Linked DNA regions of Mus musculus: regions 1, 2 and 3 are each linked to region 4. Evidence: chromatin contacts called from public Hi-C and HiChIP or PLAC-seq data. All regions are on one chromosome and are shown on one strand. Each heading gives the region's core, a stretch centred on a gene start, on an enhancer-like site or on the middle of the called end of the contact. The rest is flanking DNA. Distances are from core to core; before and after follow the strand shown.

Region 1 (2,766 bases), core at 12-2,511, 450 kb before region 4:
TCAGCTTTAGAAAAACATTAAAAACAACATTTATCTTTACATTAATGCTGAGGTAAAGGATAATTTATTTAACCAGAAACAAGCTGGCTAGTTCTAGTTGATCCTCTGTAACTATCCAGCAATAATGAAATGAAACAACCATCCAAATGAAAACATTTAAGCCTGCTGATACTCAATCTGTGTTAGGAAAGACAATTTTTCCCTTTGATACAATGCCATTTCCTGTGCATGCTTTAAAGAGGATACTAATACTCACTCTTTAACATATGTTCCAAGTCTCAGAGAGAATTCTGTGCTTGTACCAGAGGGGCTGAAATCCCCTACCTTGTGGGGTTAAGCTGTTAGGACTCCTACCTACTAGGCTAATATAGTTTTAATAGTTTAAGGTTCTTGTGTAGTGTGTGTTTGTTTAACCTAATATTCACAAACCTAGAAATGCCTCATTCTCTCTTCCACGCAATTGCTTCTTCCCCGTATTGTCCTAGGTACTGCAACTAAGCTCATTTTTAAAACAAAAATAAAAATGATAAACTTGCTCTGTGGTAATAGCGCTTGGTGCCAAGCTTGACAACCTGAATTCAGTCCCTAAGATCCACATGTCAAAAGGAGAGAGACCCGATAGGTTTCTCTCACACACACACACCCACCACACTAAAATCTTTCAAATAAAAAACACTGGCCCTGTTTTACTAAACATGTCCAGCTGGAATCAGACAAGGACCCCAAATGAAGCTCTCAAGTCACAGATGTGAACGATTGATACCACTGATTGCTTCCGTTTTAGTTGCTCTAGTTTTGAACCTGCACTTTGGAACTGGGAGTTGGGAAGAAAGAAGAAAAGAGGAAGGAGAAGGAGGGTTGCCTGAGGTTTTGCTTCCTGTGAGGTGCCCTGCGCATCCTCTTCTGAGACGCCTCATCCCACACACCAGAGACTCAATAGCTCAAGAACCAGCAAGATGCAGTTATGATTTTAACAGGATTTCGCTCTATGCCTTGGGGAGAAAGAATGGATGAGGTATGAGGAGGAAGATACAAAGGGACAGACAGGACAGAGGGCCTGTGAAAGCAGCAGACAATTCAAGTCCAGGCAAGGGAGTGCCTGAAGACTCACTCACGTGAGACTGCTTGGACTCAAGGAAGCCTACGCAGGGTAACTGACCTGTTTTCTTCGTTCTGCCGAGGAGCTGGTGAGGACTGGGCCCAAATGTGGGCAGGGTCACACCTCAAAGCCACCACTTCTGGAGCACAGGATTGCAACAACCTGAAAAATTAAAAGAAGATAACATTAAAAGATGTTTAAAAGAAGGAAAAATTCTGCTTCTGTCTAGTTTCCTCTACTCAGTGTCCATGGTGAGGACAGTTCCCACCCTGCATCTGCACCTGTAAGCAAGCTGTTAGCTGATTCCACCAGAACATACAAGTGTGCCTTCAACAGCTAGGACCCCCATTACCTCTGCCCAAGTACACCCTCCATTCCCGAGATGCTGAGGGCTTGTTAACGACACAGGAGAATGCTCAGAATGCTAGCTCTAGGTGGAGCTTTGAGCATCCCAGTGGCGTGGTAATAGTACTGGAATGCACGGACCACTCAGTGGCAAAGCACCTGCCTAGCATGTGAGGCCCCAGGTTTCAACTTCGGCACCATAAACACCAAAGAGAGACAAAAATGGCTGAACAGACCCAGCTGATTCTCCAGCATAAAGGAGGAAAAGAGAAACAGCACTTGGTGCAAGCAGAAACAGAGGAGAGGAAAAAGAGCTGAAGAGAGTAAGAAATGTACAACTAACAATGCCTTGAGGTAGAGATTCCTACAAATACGGGGACATCGCTGAACAACTAGGACCAAATGCATGCCCTGTTCTTTCTGTAGAAGATACAGAAAACATCTTCGCGCATGTCCCTCGGGAGTCTGAGAATGTCTGCTCTGGGGGTCCACGGACCCTGAAAGCCCAGAAGAAGGGGGCATGCAGCATGTTCTGGAGCCACAACACAGCAACGAAGGTTGCAATACAGGGACAGGACTTAAGAAGCTGAAGGGCTGGCACATAGCTCGGAGAGCCAGCATCTGCCTGGCACGCACAGAAGTGAGCTCCAGGTTCCCCAACGGCACCACAGAAAGAGGAGAAAGAAAGGTCCCACATAAGCAAGGATGCTGAGGTGCAGCTGTCCTGCAGTTTCTCACTTCTTCCTTTCTCAGAGCATCTGGAAACAAACAAGGTGCGTAAGTGTACCACATAGCTATCCTTGAGCATCTCACGGGGAGTCCTCCACAAACAGCTCCCAAGCACGTGGGGCAGGACTGATCTGTGTGGAAGAGAACGCTCCACCACCCTTTACTCTCACAAGCAGTTCCTGGGTGGGTAGTGACACCAAGATTCTTCCAGAAGTTTTTCTGTTTTCATACTTCAGTGACTCCATTCTCTATTCCTTTATGTTATTCTCTTTAAAAAGTTCTTTGGACTTTAGAGTACAGGAGCAACTTACAGGGAAGGCTCTGAATGAGCCAGGGAGACCCTCATATCTGGAGGCCCCTGACACAACCCAGTTATTCTCCAGGTAAGAAAAGCATAAATGCTGCCACAGAAAGTCATATACTCAACATTTTTGTTCACTGTTAAAACAAGTGATGGGAGACGCCTACCCAGGGACCACTGGGTCAGGATCATTGCTTCACTGCTATATGACACACGTTAAAGAAAAGCTCCATGGTTAACTATTTGCCCAGCATCCTTTAAAATATGAATCAGGGGCTGGACATAGTAGCGT
Region 2 (3,236 bases), core at 446-2,945, 390 kb before region 4:
ACCCCCCCCCCTAATTCCAGAACATCCATTGCTAAACAGAGTGCCCCTCTTTCTTTCTTCCTTTCTTTCTTTCTTTCTTTCTTTCTTTCTTTCTTTCTTTCCTTCTCTCTCTCTCTCTCTCTCTCTCTCTCTTTCTTTCTTTCTTTCTTTCTTTCTGTTTTTTTTTCAAGACAGGATTTCTCTGTGTAGCCCTGGCTGTCTTGGAACTCACTCTGTAGACCAGGCTGGACTTGAACTCAGAAATCCACCTGCCTCTGCCTCCCGAGTGCTGGGATTAAAGGCGTGTGCCACCATACCTGGAGAGTACTCATCTTTTTTTTTTTTTAAAGATTTATTATTTATTATATGTAAGTACACTGTAGCTGTCTTCAGACACTCCAGAAGAGGGAGTCAGATCTTGTTGCGGATGGTTGTGAGCCACCATGTGGTTGCTGGGATTTGAACTCCGGACCTTCGGAAGAGCAGTCGGGTGCTCTTACCTGCTGAGCCATCTCACCAGCCCGAGTACTCATCTTTTAAAGACAATTTTGAGATGATTTTCATATTCAAACGCATCTTGTTTCGTAGCAGTTCCCTTCAGCATCAAGGACAGTCCCCTGAAACCATGACGGGTCATTACTATGGCCTAGAACTAATAGCTACGGAGCATGTGTATGCATACACAAGCAAATAAAGAAGGAATGAAGGGCCAGCCATATCCTCTGGGTTTCTGGTTTGGTGTTTTGTTTTAGGTCCAAGAAGTAGTGGGGGGGGGGGTGGGGAGAAGTTGAGTTATACACAGACCAACACTATTAACTCATACCACTAATGAAGCAAAACTCTAACTAAGCAGAGAAAATGGGCCCACTCCTTGGAGCTCTGAAATGATGTGGTCTTTGATCTGCATGCTCATCTCTCCTATTTAATGTAAACTTTAAACCAAGAGCCATGAAAAGTACTATAATTAGTAAAGCCCCTGGTGTGACCGTTTTTTAGAGCAACCAAGCATTCAAAGTCTCTCTCTCTCTCTCTCTACTGAGACAACTTTTATTTTAGGATTTTTGAACATCCAAGTCTTCCCCCCACCAATGTGCACCTAGAACCGAACTGTGGTATGAGGGGCGTGCAGAAAAAGAAACAAAACGCCTGTCTGTTTCCTTCACTGAATCTGCATCTCTGTTTAGGCCTCAGTTCCAAATTACATATGGCTCTTCTCCAAAAACTTGGGGTTTGTATCATAACTCAGCACACGCTAAGGCATGAGCACCAACTAAGCACCAACAATCAGGGTAGGTGCTAGGGACAGGGGTGTGTGTGGGGGGGGGGGGGGGGGGTGATGTTCCTGAGGTGGGAAAACACTAGGGGGAGAGGGGAGGCTGTAAGGAGGACCTAACAGTCCCCAAAAGACAAGGTTTTGAGAAAAAAAAAATTAAGAAAGGATTTTAGCTGGAGACACAGCAGGAAGAACAACCCAGGTGAAAGAGAGACATTACTCAGAAGGGCAGTGGTTTAAAGCGGGGAGAGGCTACAGAACATACGTAGACGTAGAAGCAGCTGATGGAGGAAGGCCCTTGTGGGCCATGTGGAGACACTTGGATCTCTTCCTGTAGACACAAGGAGCCAAGGACTGTTTTGAGGCACGCAAGACAATGCACGCCACTCTGTGGACAACAGGGCAGGGCGAACAGCAGAAAGGAGGAACTGGGCACAGGAAATTAACTAAAGAGGCATTTGCAACACCCTTAAGGGGTTCTGCCCAATGTGGGGCCAGCCACGGAAGACAGTGGGGTGCCTGGCCTGGCTGCCTGAGGACACCAGATCTTTCTGGCCCCTTTCTAGATTGGCTTTCATTTTTTACAAGTACCTGCAGGGCGAGGTGCCTGAAGGGCCCAGCACTGGCAAAAGTTGTAAAAGTAGAAAGCTGGGAGTTGCCAGTTCATAGGATGAGGGCAGGAAAACACCCAAGTGCTGGATGCAACAGGACCCATCCCCGAGCAAGGTGTCTGCTCGGCCGTGGCACTGAGTCCCCTTAGCACAGCTGGTCCACTGGTGTGAGAGATAAAAGGTCCAGAGGCACACAACACAACAACTGGAAGCTCAGAGCATCACAGTCCTCCCTGTTCTGGAACACTGGCTCCCTTACTCTCCCCCCAGGACTCGGGGCCTTGTCTCCGGTCTGAGCGAGACACACTGAGCAGTGGAAGAGAAAAACCAGGGTAAGGCTGGAAGCAAGTGGTACTTGTGTCCCCCGACACTTCTAGACATTTCCAGCTGGGGTCCCATACAAACAAGCACTTCCTCTCTCCCCTCCATCCCTGGGCCCCCTCCTCGTTCCCTCCCCATCCTGTCTTGCCATGGGATAACCCACCTTTCTCTCTAGAGGCATCTGAGCCAAAGGCTCAGGAAAGCTGCCCTTGAATAAAAGATAGATGATTATGTAAGAATTGTACAAAAATCTGAGAAACAAAACGGAGAAAGACTGTGAGTGCCCAAAAGCATCAAGCAAGTAGGGGCTAGTTCAAACACTTAAAAAAAAAAGTTATGTACTCCACATAACTTACAAAATGAGGGAACCTGACAGAAGGGTGGCTGAAAACATGATGGCAGAGTTGAGCCATCTACAGGGGCAGCTTCCTGTCAGTGAACCAAGGTTGTTTTAGAAGCAGACGACTCCTGGGACTGTCTTAGTAACAGGGTTTTTCAAATCTACTTAACAGTCCGGCAGGCAACCATTGCTCCACCCTCAAACTGTCTGTGATACTTTGAACCTGCCAACAGAGCTCCCTTACGGGCATGTAATAAAGAGCTTACCTGCTGCTGTATGGAATTTCTCCACACAGAATACATGCGATATGGAGTGTAACCCCCTACCCCATCCCCTCTTGGTGGTACTCGTGATCTGTTTGAGGGCTCTGGACATACTCAGGGCAGAGCTGGGTCCTAAATCCTACTATTGAAAAGTAGATTTTTTTTTCTACCTTGGCTCCTGGATTTCTGAGACTGAATGGATAATCAAGTCTCCATTGCATGGGGGTGGAGGAGGCTGCCCTGACCACTATAGGAAGTGTAATGGCATCTCTTGTCCCTCTTGCTTAAAGGCTATAACGACCATCCCTTTGAAAAGTAAACCCTGAGCTTGGCTCCTGTCTTCCTCCTCAAGCCCATCCCCAAGTGAACCCCATTAAGAGGGATCTGCTTGTCCTGCCTGTCTGCTCCCCACACTGGAAGCAAAAGGTGCAGTCCCCACCCCACCCCCA
Region 3 (3,139 bases), core at 22-2,521, 330 kb before region 4:
CTTAAGGGTGCTATTGGGCTGGTTTTGTTTGCTTATTTATTTGCTTATTTATTTATCAAGGCAGGTTTGAGTGTGTGTGTGTGTGTGTGTGTGTGTGTGTGTGTGTGTGTAACCCTAGCTGTTCTGGACCTCAGTCTGTAGACCAGGCTAGCTTTGAACTCACAGATCTGATGGCCGCTCCCTCCTCAGTGCTGGGATCAAAGGCATGCACCATCATGGACAGGGTTTGGTTATTTGATTGCAAATGATACAATGTCTCCTGCAATAGATATGTTTTTAATCTTTGCAAATAACACCATGACATACAGTATAACCAGCCAGTTGTCTCTGCATCCATCAGTCAGTACCAAAAGAGGATTGGTCCAAGTCTTGTAGGCCAGGCTATCTTTAAACTATGCAGGGCAGGGTGATGTTGAAATTTGACTCCTGGTTTTCACTTCCAGGGATCTGGAGTGGAAACTCCCCCCCCCCTTTTTTTTTCCTTCAGAGCTAGAGATCAAACCCAGGGCAAGCACTTTGCCAGCAGGGCTCCCCCCCCAGCCCTTTGTTATGTACTTTCAGTCTGGGCTAGGTGTCTTGTAACAATGTAAATGCTATTTAAAAAGCTGTTACATAGTATTGTTTAGAAAACAAGGACTAGCAAAACAGTCTCTGCATATTAAGTACAGCTCTGTTAATTTGGGGATCCCCCCCTCAGGTGGTTGAATTTGTTGACAGGGAGCACAAGATATAGAAGATATAGAAGGTAGACTTTTAAAACAAAGTTAAATATAATATCAAACACATTGAATCTTAAAAAGGAAGTGGGCAGTGGGGTGCATGCCTTTAATCCCAGCACTTGGGAAGCAGAGGCAGGTGGATCTCTGTGAGTTCAAGCCCATCCTGGTCTACAGAGTAAGTTCCAAGACAGACAAGGCTACACAGAGAAACCCTGTCTCACAAAACAAACAAATAAACAAAACAAAAAGGCAGAAGGAAATTTCAAGGTTGTTTGGACTACCCTATTCATTCACTTTGCAGCCTTTGCATTGGCATACAGGGGAGAATTTGCTCAGTTAGGATGTAAAGTTAAATAGTGGTTATTTGAGATTAGCATCAAGATCTCCTGACCATGCTCTCTGTTCTCAGGGGCTGCCTTGGTAATAGGCCCTGAGGAACGACCCTCTGCAGTCTTGTTGCTACTGCTGTGTAGAGTGTGGGTCTATCTCAGTGACGGCAGGCGGGGATTGTTGAATTTGTGATAAAGTATTCCATGACTAAACATTTATTTAAGGAAATGTTCCTAAGAGGAACTGCAAGGGGATTTCAGCTCTGTGAGTTCCTTAAAACAGACACATGGCACCTTGCAACTGTATGTATGAACTGTAGTTCCAGAGAATCTGATGCCTATTTCTGGCCCCCATGGGCACATAGTGCCCATATATCCATGCAGACAAAAATACTGATACCCGTAAAGTAATAAAATAAATATAAAACAAAACAAAATCCACCACCACCACAAGAAACCCAGCTACTGTCCGTAAAAGTTGAAGGGAGAGCTCAGCTCAGCGGTGTTGGTGCACACCTTTAATCCCAGCACTCCAGAGGTAGAGATAGATGCAGAGGCAGGAGGATCCTCTGAGTTTGAGGCCAGCCTGCTCTACATAGCTAGTTCCAGGACAGTCAGAGCTACACAAAGAAACCCTGTCTTGAAAAACAAAACAAGGGCTGGAGAGATGGCTCAGCAGTTAAGAGCACTGACTGCACTTCCATAGGTCCTGAGTTCAAATCCCAGCAATCACATAGTGGCTCACAACCATCTGTAATGAGATCTGACTCCTTCTGGTGCATCTGAAGACCACTAAAATGTACTTAGATACAGTAATAAATAAATCTTTAAAAATAAAAAGAAACTGAATTTTAGTTTGTTCATCTGTCAATGTGATTAATAAATTCTAAAAAAGAAAAGAAAAACACAACCAACTCACAAGCAAAACAACAACAATGTTTAGGATAGAAGTTGAACAAGGTGATACATGTCTGTAATCCTGGCACTCAGGAGGCAGAGGCAAGAGGGGAGCTACAAGTTCCAGGCTAGCCTAATTTATTATACATTGAGTTACAGGATAGCCTGAACTACAAAATGAGTTGTCTCAAAAGAGGGGGAAGAGAATGAAGTATGGGAGATGGCTCAGTTAGTGAAGTGCTTGCCATGAGTTTGGACAACCAGCACACGGGTTCAGGCCAGGCAATACTCGGGGCGCAGAGACAGACAGATCTCTATGAGTTCAAGGCCAGATAGGGCTACACAGTAAGACCCTGCCTCAAAATCAAAACAAATAAAATTGAGTGTAGTAGGTCTGAATCTGTAACTCCAACGCTGAGGGGAGGTGTGGAGAAAGGTGTATTCCTGAAGCTTATTGTCCAGATGGTTAGTGAGGGATCCTGTCTCAGAGTGTAACTAGTGGAGAGAGACTAAAGGGGAGAGCCAGTATTAACTGCTGGTCTCCGTATGCGCATGTATGCACACATGCCTGTTTATTCATGTGCACAACACCCACTCATACACACAACCACAACATATAGCCTATACCTACTTTTAGGAAGAAAAAGGGAAGAGAAGGCACATCTGATATTTTTAAAAATACATTTAGGGAATACTGATTATACTTTAGAGAGCATTAAGGAATTATTGTTGCTGATTTAAATATTGGTAAGTTTGTGATTATATTTAAAATATAGTTCTCATTTCTTAAACAGTAAAATATTTGCACTGAAATCCTGTGCTATCTGTTACTAAAATAATCTAATTTTGGGGTTTTGGGTGAGTTAGAGAGTGAATATAAATGATATGTATATAGTTGTGGCTATCCTAGAACTTGCTATGAGGACCAGGCTGACCTTGAACTTGAGGAAGTCAAGATGTTTATCCATGGAGTGCTGGAAATAAAGGTGTGTGTCATTACATCTAGACTTTATTTTGTATTTTAAAAGTCACCTTTTGGCCAGGCAGTGGAGGCACACGCCTTTAATCCTAGCACTTGGGAGGCAGAAGCAGGTGGATTTTTGAGTTCGAGGCCAGCCTGGTCTACAGAGTGAGTTCCAGGACAGCCAGGGCTACAGCGAAACCCTGTCTCGAAAAACCAAATTAAAAAAAAAA
Region 4 (3,081 bases), core at 496-2,995:
CAGAAACGTGACCCAGGATTGGTTTTCTTGATGGAGGTTTGAAGTGTTAATCAGATTTCTGTCACTGAGACAAAATACCTGACAGAAAATACAGCTTTTCTACGGATTTATGTCTTTCTTTTAATTTTTTTTTTTTTGACAAAGTCTCATTAATTGTCCAAGCTGGCCTTGAACTCACTTTGTCGAGGAGCTGGCCTTGCTTGATGTTTGGCTCTTTCTGGCTTACTTCATAAGCAGCTGTGGTTGCTTATGCTGGAGAGTCTGCCTTCCCTGAGATAAGCATCCTCCAAGGAGGAAGGTTTGTTCTGGCTCAGAGGTCGCAATCTGTGGTCATTGGGCTTCATTGTTTTTAAGGCCGTGGGAGGCCGTGATAAGGAGGCCACTGGACTCCTGACAGCCAAGAAGGGGAAGAGGAAGGGAGAGGGAGGGGAGGAGGAGAGAAGATGGGAGCTGAGGAGGAGGTAGAGAAGGAGGGGGAAGGGGAAGAGGTAGAGAAGGAGGGGGAAGGGGAGGAGGAGGGAGAGGAAGGAGAGAAGGAGGAGGAGGAGGGAGAGGAGGAGGAGGAGGAGGAGGAGGGAGAGGAGGAGGAGGGTATGACCAGCGGCAGAGAGGACTCAGCTAGTGGTCCCAGTACCCCACCTATCGAGAGCACATTCTCTAAACCTAACTTTTACTCTACCTACCTTTCAAAAGCTTTAAAATCTTTACAACCTTGCAAAAAGGACTCAAGTTACAAACAAAAACCCTTAACACACCAGACTCCGGGGAGACTTTTAAGATCCAAACTCTAGTGTCTATCTCTTATTGTCTAAGATTTGAGTCTTATCTCAGTCACAGGTTGGGCGTGCAGTCGACTGAGCTGTCTTTACCACCGGAGTCCTGCAGCCTTTGTTACCCCAGGAGAAAAGCCTGAGAGGCCCCATGTGTTCATGCTGGAACAAGGAACCAAAAGGGTCTGGGGACAGCAGCCAAGGGATGAAAGCCCCTTTCCTCACCCCGCAGGCTGGTGATGCTACTGGTACATAGCGAGTGGTTGCTATAAATTCCCAGATGTCTCCAGACTTTCCTCAGTGGCTATGTGACAAGACATTCATGCCTCCGCTTCTGTCACTCCTGCTCCCTGTACCCCCTTCCTGAGTTGAGTCTCTGTCTGCTTTGGGGTAAATTCTAGCTCAGGCAGACCAGGCAGGCCTGAGTCCTGAATCTTTGGGCTCTCTAAATAGTAGAAAGATGTAATGGGATATTGTGGGGGGCACCAAAAAAAGATACAGATGCCCAAAGGGAAAGGATGCTGCTGCCACAGTGGAGAAATAAACCAACGTGGACTAAAAATAGCACCGGGTTGGGGGTGGGGGGAGGAGGAGAGAATGGCCCACTATATTTTTAAACTGTTTTAACAGTGCAGAGAAGTGGCAAAACACCAGTCTCTGAGGAATATGGTTTGCTAAAGGGTGGGGCTGGGAGTTTGCCCACAATTATGCCCTAATGGTATTTTGCACTCCCTCTACATTCCATCCGTCAGTACATGCAAAACGGCCTTTCTCCCACATTCTTCTACAACACACTTGTAAAGGAAGCGAGCGAGCCTGTAGCTCTCATTGCTGGGATGGGAAACCAAGGCAAAATGACTGGTTGATCTGCCAAAGCCATAAGAGAAAGTCTTGCTGAGTTTGGGGTTACGCTTTGGGCTTCCCACTCTCTGTGGCTGTGGCTTTGGCCTGGCCCCGCCTTTTTACTGGATGTGACTCCAGGGCAGACAGTTTGCTAGGTTCCTGGAAGGCCGAGGTTTGCATTTGCACGAGCCTTGTAGTGGACTGGGACATTTCACAAGACAGGAGGAGAAAGCTGCAGCTGGTGTGTCTAAGAAAGGGAGGGGAGAGGAAATCTGAGGGCAAGCTGCACTGGGGTGGGGTGGCTTGTGCCCCTGCCTTCTGTCTTCCCATGACTGGACTTGTCTCTGCCCACGAAGAGCCTGCATCTCCTGCAGTGACAGCATAGGACAGGGCTGAGTCTTGTCCAAATATTGTTCTTCAAAACACCACTGTTCTTGGTCAAATGCAAAAGATAGTGAGGAGAACAATGCTCAACCTGCCCCCAATGTTAAGCTGCGGTTTTCTCTGCATACTGGGGGGGGGGGGGAGAAAGAAGAACTCTCAAGACAATTAGTGCCCACCTGTGAAGTTCTGGGCACCTGACAAAGGCGAGCTCAGCTACAGGCTTCTGCCTCTCAGCAAGGTTCTATTTTACTTTCGGCCTCCAGGCCGATGCTTGGCACTGCACTTTGAGTGTGGGGAAGATGGCTGGACCACAATGCCCTTGGCATGTATCAGTGGCATTTACGTGCTTCGCTTACCCCTTCTGACAGTCCTGAGAGGCACGCTTTACACCCACCCATCCTTTACAGATGAGCCATGAGAGGAGTTTAGCAAGGTAAGGTAAGCTGAGTGTCTCTAGACAGCCCCACCCTAGCCTGTGCGGTTTCCACCTCTGTGGAGAGAAGCCTCGCTGGGCTTCTGAACCCTGGCTGTTTCGTTAGCTTCCTACACAGCTGCCGGTGAGCAAGAGCTATCCTGGAGAGTCCTGGGCATGGTAATCTCAAATCATGGGTTTGTCCCTGGGTTTCCCCACCTTTTTTTGTTACGGGAGACAGGTTTTGTTTGCTTCCTAGAGTTTGTCTTTGGGTAACTGTCAGTGTACTCGGCTGTAACAAAGCAGGCAAGAGAGAAGCAACTGTTGAATGTTTCATTGATGCATCAGTTTATTGATGGCAGGAGGAATTCCTTCACAGCTTGAGGACTCCACACTGCTGCCGGCCTGGGATTCTATGTTGCATAGCTGTAGATGCTGTTGGTCCTCTGGGAACGGTAAAGCTCCAAGAACTGGTGCCACGGGTTTGTTTGTAAGGAAATCCTGAAGACTGACGTGTAGCTCTCCATCTTTGAACTTATAATCCCGCTTGTGGCTTCAGAGTTCTGGGATCACTCCTGTGGATCACATTAACCCAAGACAACACCCACCTTAAAAATCTCCAGGAAGTTCTCACTGGCTGGTAGACAGAACAACAGTGTCTGGAAAGAGACA

What was found. Hi-C and Micro-C count contacts between places; a contact is called where the count stands out from the background. HiChIP or PLAC-seq counts read pairs in DNA pulled down with a chosen protein or histone mark.
Region 1: a Hi-C map of bone marrow-derived macrophages shows a contact between it and region 4, with 24 read pairs. The contact joins the promoter of Rreb1 here to the enhancer-like site in region 4. A contact is called at or near these places in 4 of 484 Hi-C or Micro-C datasets (3T3-L1-derived adipocytes, the F1.1 cell line, bone marrow-derived macrophages and 1 more), 9 of 115 datasets of contacts at active chromatin or transcription factors (the 230-238 cell line, bone marrow-derived macrophages, differentiating embryonic stem cells and 6 more) and 3 of 9 other capture datasets (adipose tissue, embryonic stem cells and liver).
Region 2: a contact with region 4 is called in a Hi-C map of bone marrow-derived macrophages, with 26 read pairs. The contact joins two enhancer-like sites. A contact is called at or near these places in 1 of 15 datasets of contacts at CTCF or cohesin (large pre-B cells), 25 of 484 Hi-C or Micro-C datasets (3T3-L1-derived adipocytes, B cells, the G1E-ER4 cell line and 11 more), 30 of 115 datasets of contacts at active chromatin or transcription factors (the 230-238 cell line, the HPC-7 cell line, the SCID.adh cell line and 20 more) and 2 of 9 other capture datasets (adipose tissue and liver).
Region 3: a contact with region 4 is called in an H3K4me3 HiChIP or PLAC-seq map of bone marrow-derived macrophages, with 7 times the contacts expected there. The contact joins two enhancer-like sites. A contact is called at or near these places in 19 of 39 promoter capture datasets (the 3T3-L1 cell line, the C10 cell line, the HPC-7 cell line and 11 more), 11 of 484 Hi-C or Micro-C datasets (B cells, bone marrow-derived macrophages, embryonic fibroblasts and 4 more), 18 of 115 datasets of contacts at active chromatin or transcription factors (bone marrow-derived macrophages, double positive thymocytes, effector CD8 T cells and 9 more) and 4 of 9 other capture datasets (adipose tissue, embryonic stem cells, liver and 1 more).

Annotation. Positions count from the first base shown.
Region 1 is chr13:37,887,366-37,890,131 of GRCm38.p6, reverse strand. Rreb1 (ras responsive element binding protein 1) reads right to left here and starts at 1,261. Exons shown (of 12, transcript NM_001177869.1): 1 at 1,160-1,261.
Region 2 is chr13:37,832,145-37,835,380 of GRCm38.p6, reverse strand. It overlaps a transcript of Rreb1 not described here. Among named protein-coding and RNA genes, the nearest start is that of Gm46411, 34 kb to the right of the region's middle. Within about 2 kb of position 1,695, at least 99 of the 459 cell types and tissues checked have an H3K27ac peak or open chromatin away from gene starts, as enhancers often do. A contact at or near this core is called in B cells, the G1E-ER4 cell line, the HPC-7 cell line and 3 more, where this site is marked.
Region 3 is chr13:37,771,038-37,774,176 of GRCm38.p6, reverse strand. No RefSeq gene overlaps it. Among named protein-coding and RNA genes, the nearest start is that of Gm31600, 11 kb to the right of the region's middle. Within about 2 kb of position 1,271, at least 10 of the 459 cell types and tissues checked have an H3K27ac peak or open chromatin away from gene starts, as enhancers often do. A contact at or near this core is called in bone marrow-derived macrophages, where this site is marked.
Region 4 is chr13:37,439,530-37,442,610 of GRCm38.p6, reverse strand. No RefSeq gene overlaps it. Among named protein-coding and RNA genes, the nearest start is that of Gm4035, 5.9 kb to the right of the region's middle. Within about 2 kb of position 1,745, at least 104 of the 459 cell types and tissues checked have an H3K27ac peak or open chromatin away from gene starts, as enhancers often do. A contact at or near this core is called in the 230-238 cell line, B cells, the G1E-ER4 cell line and 7 more, where this site is marked.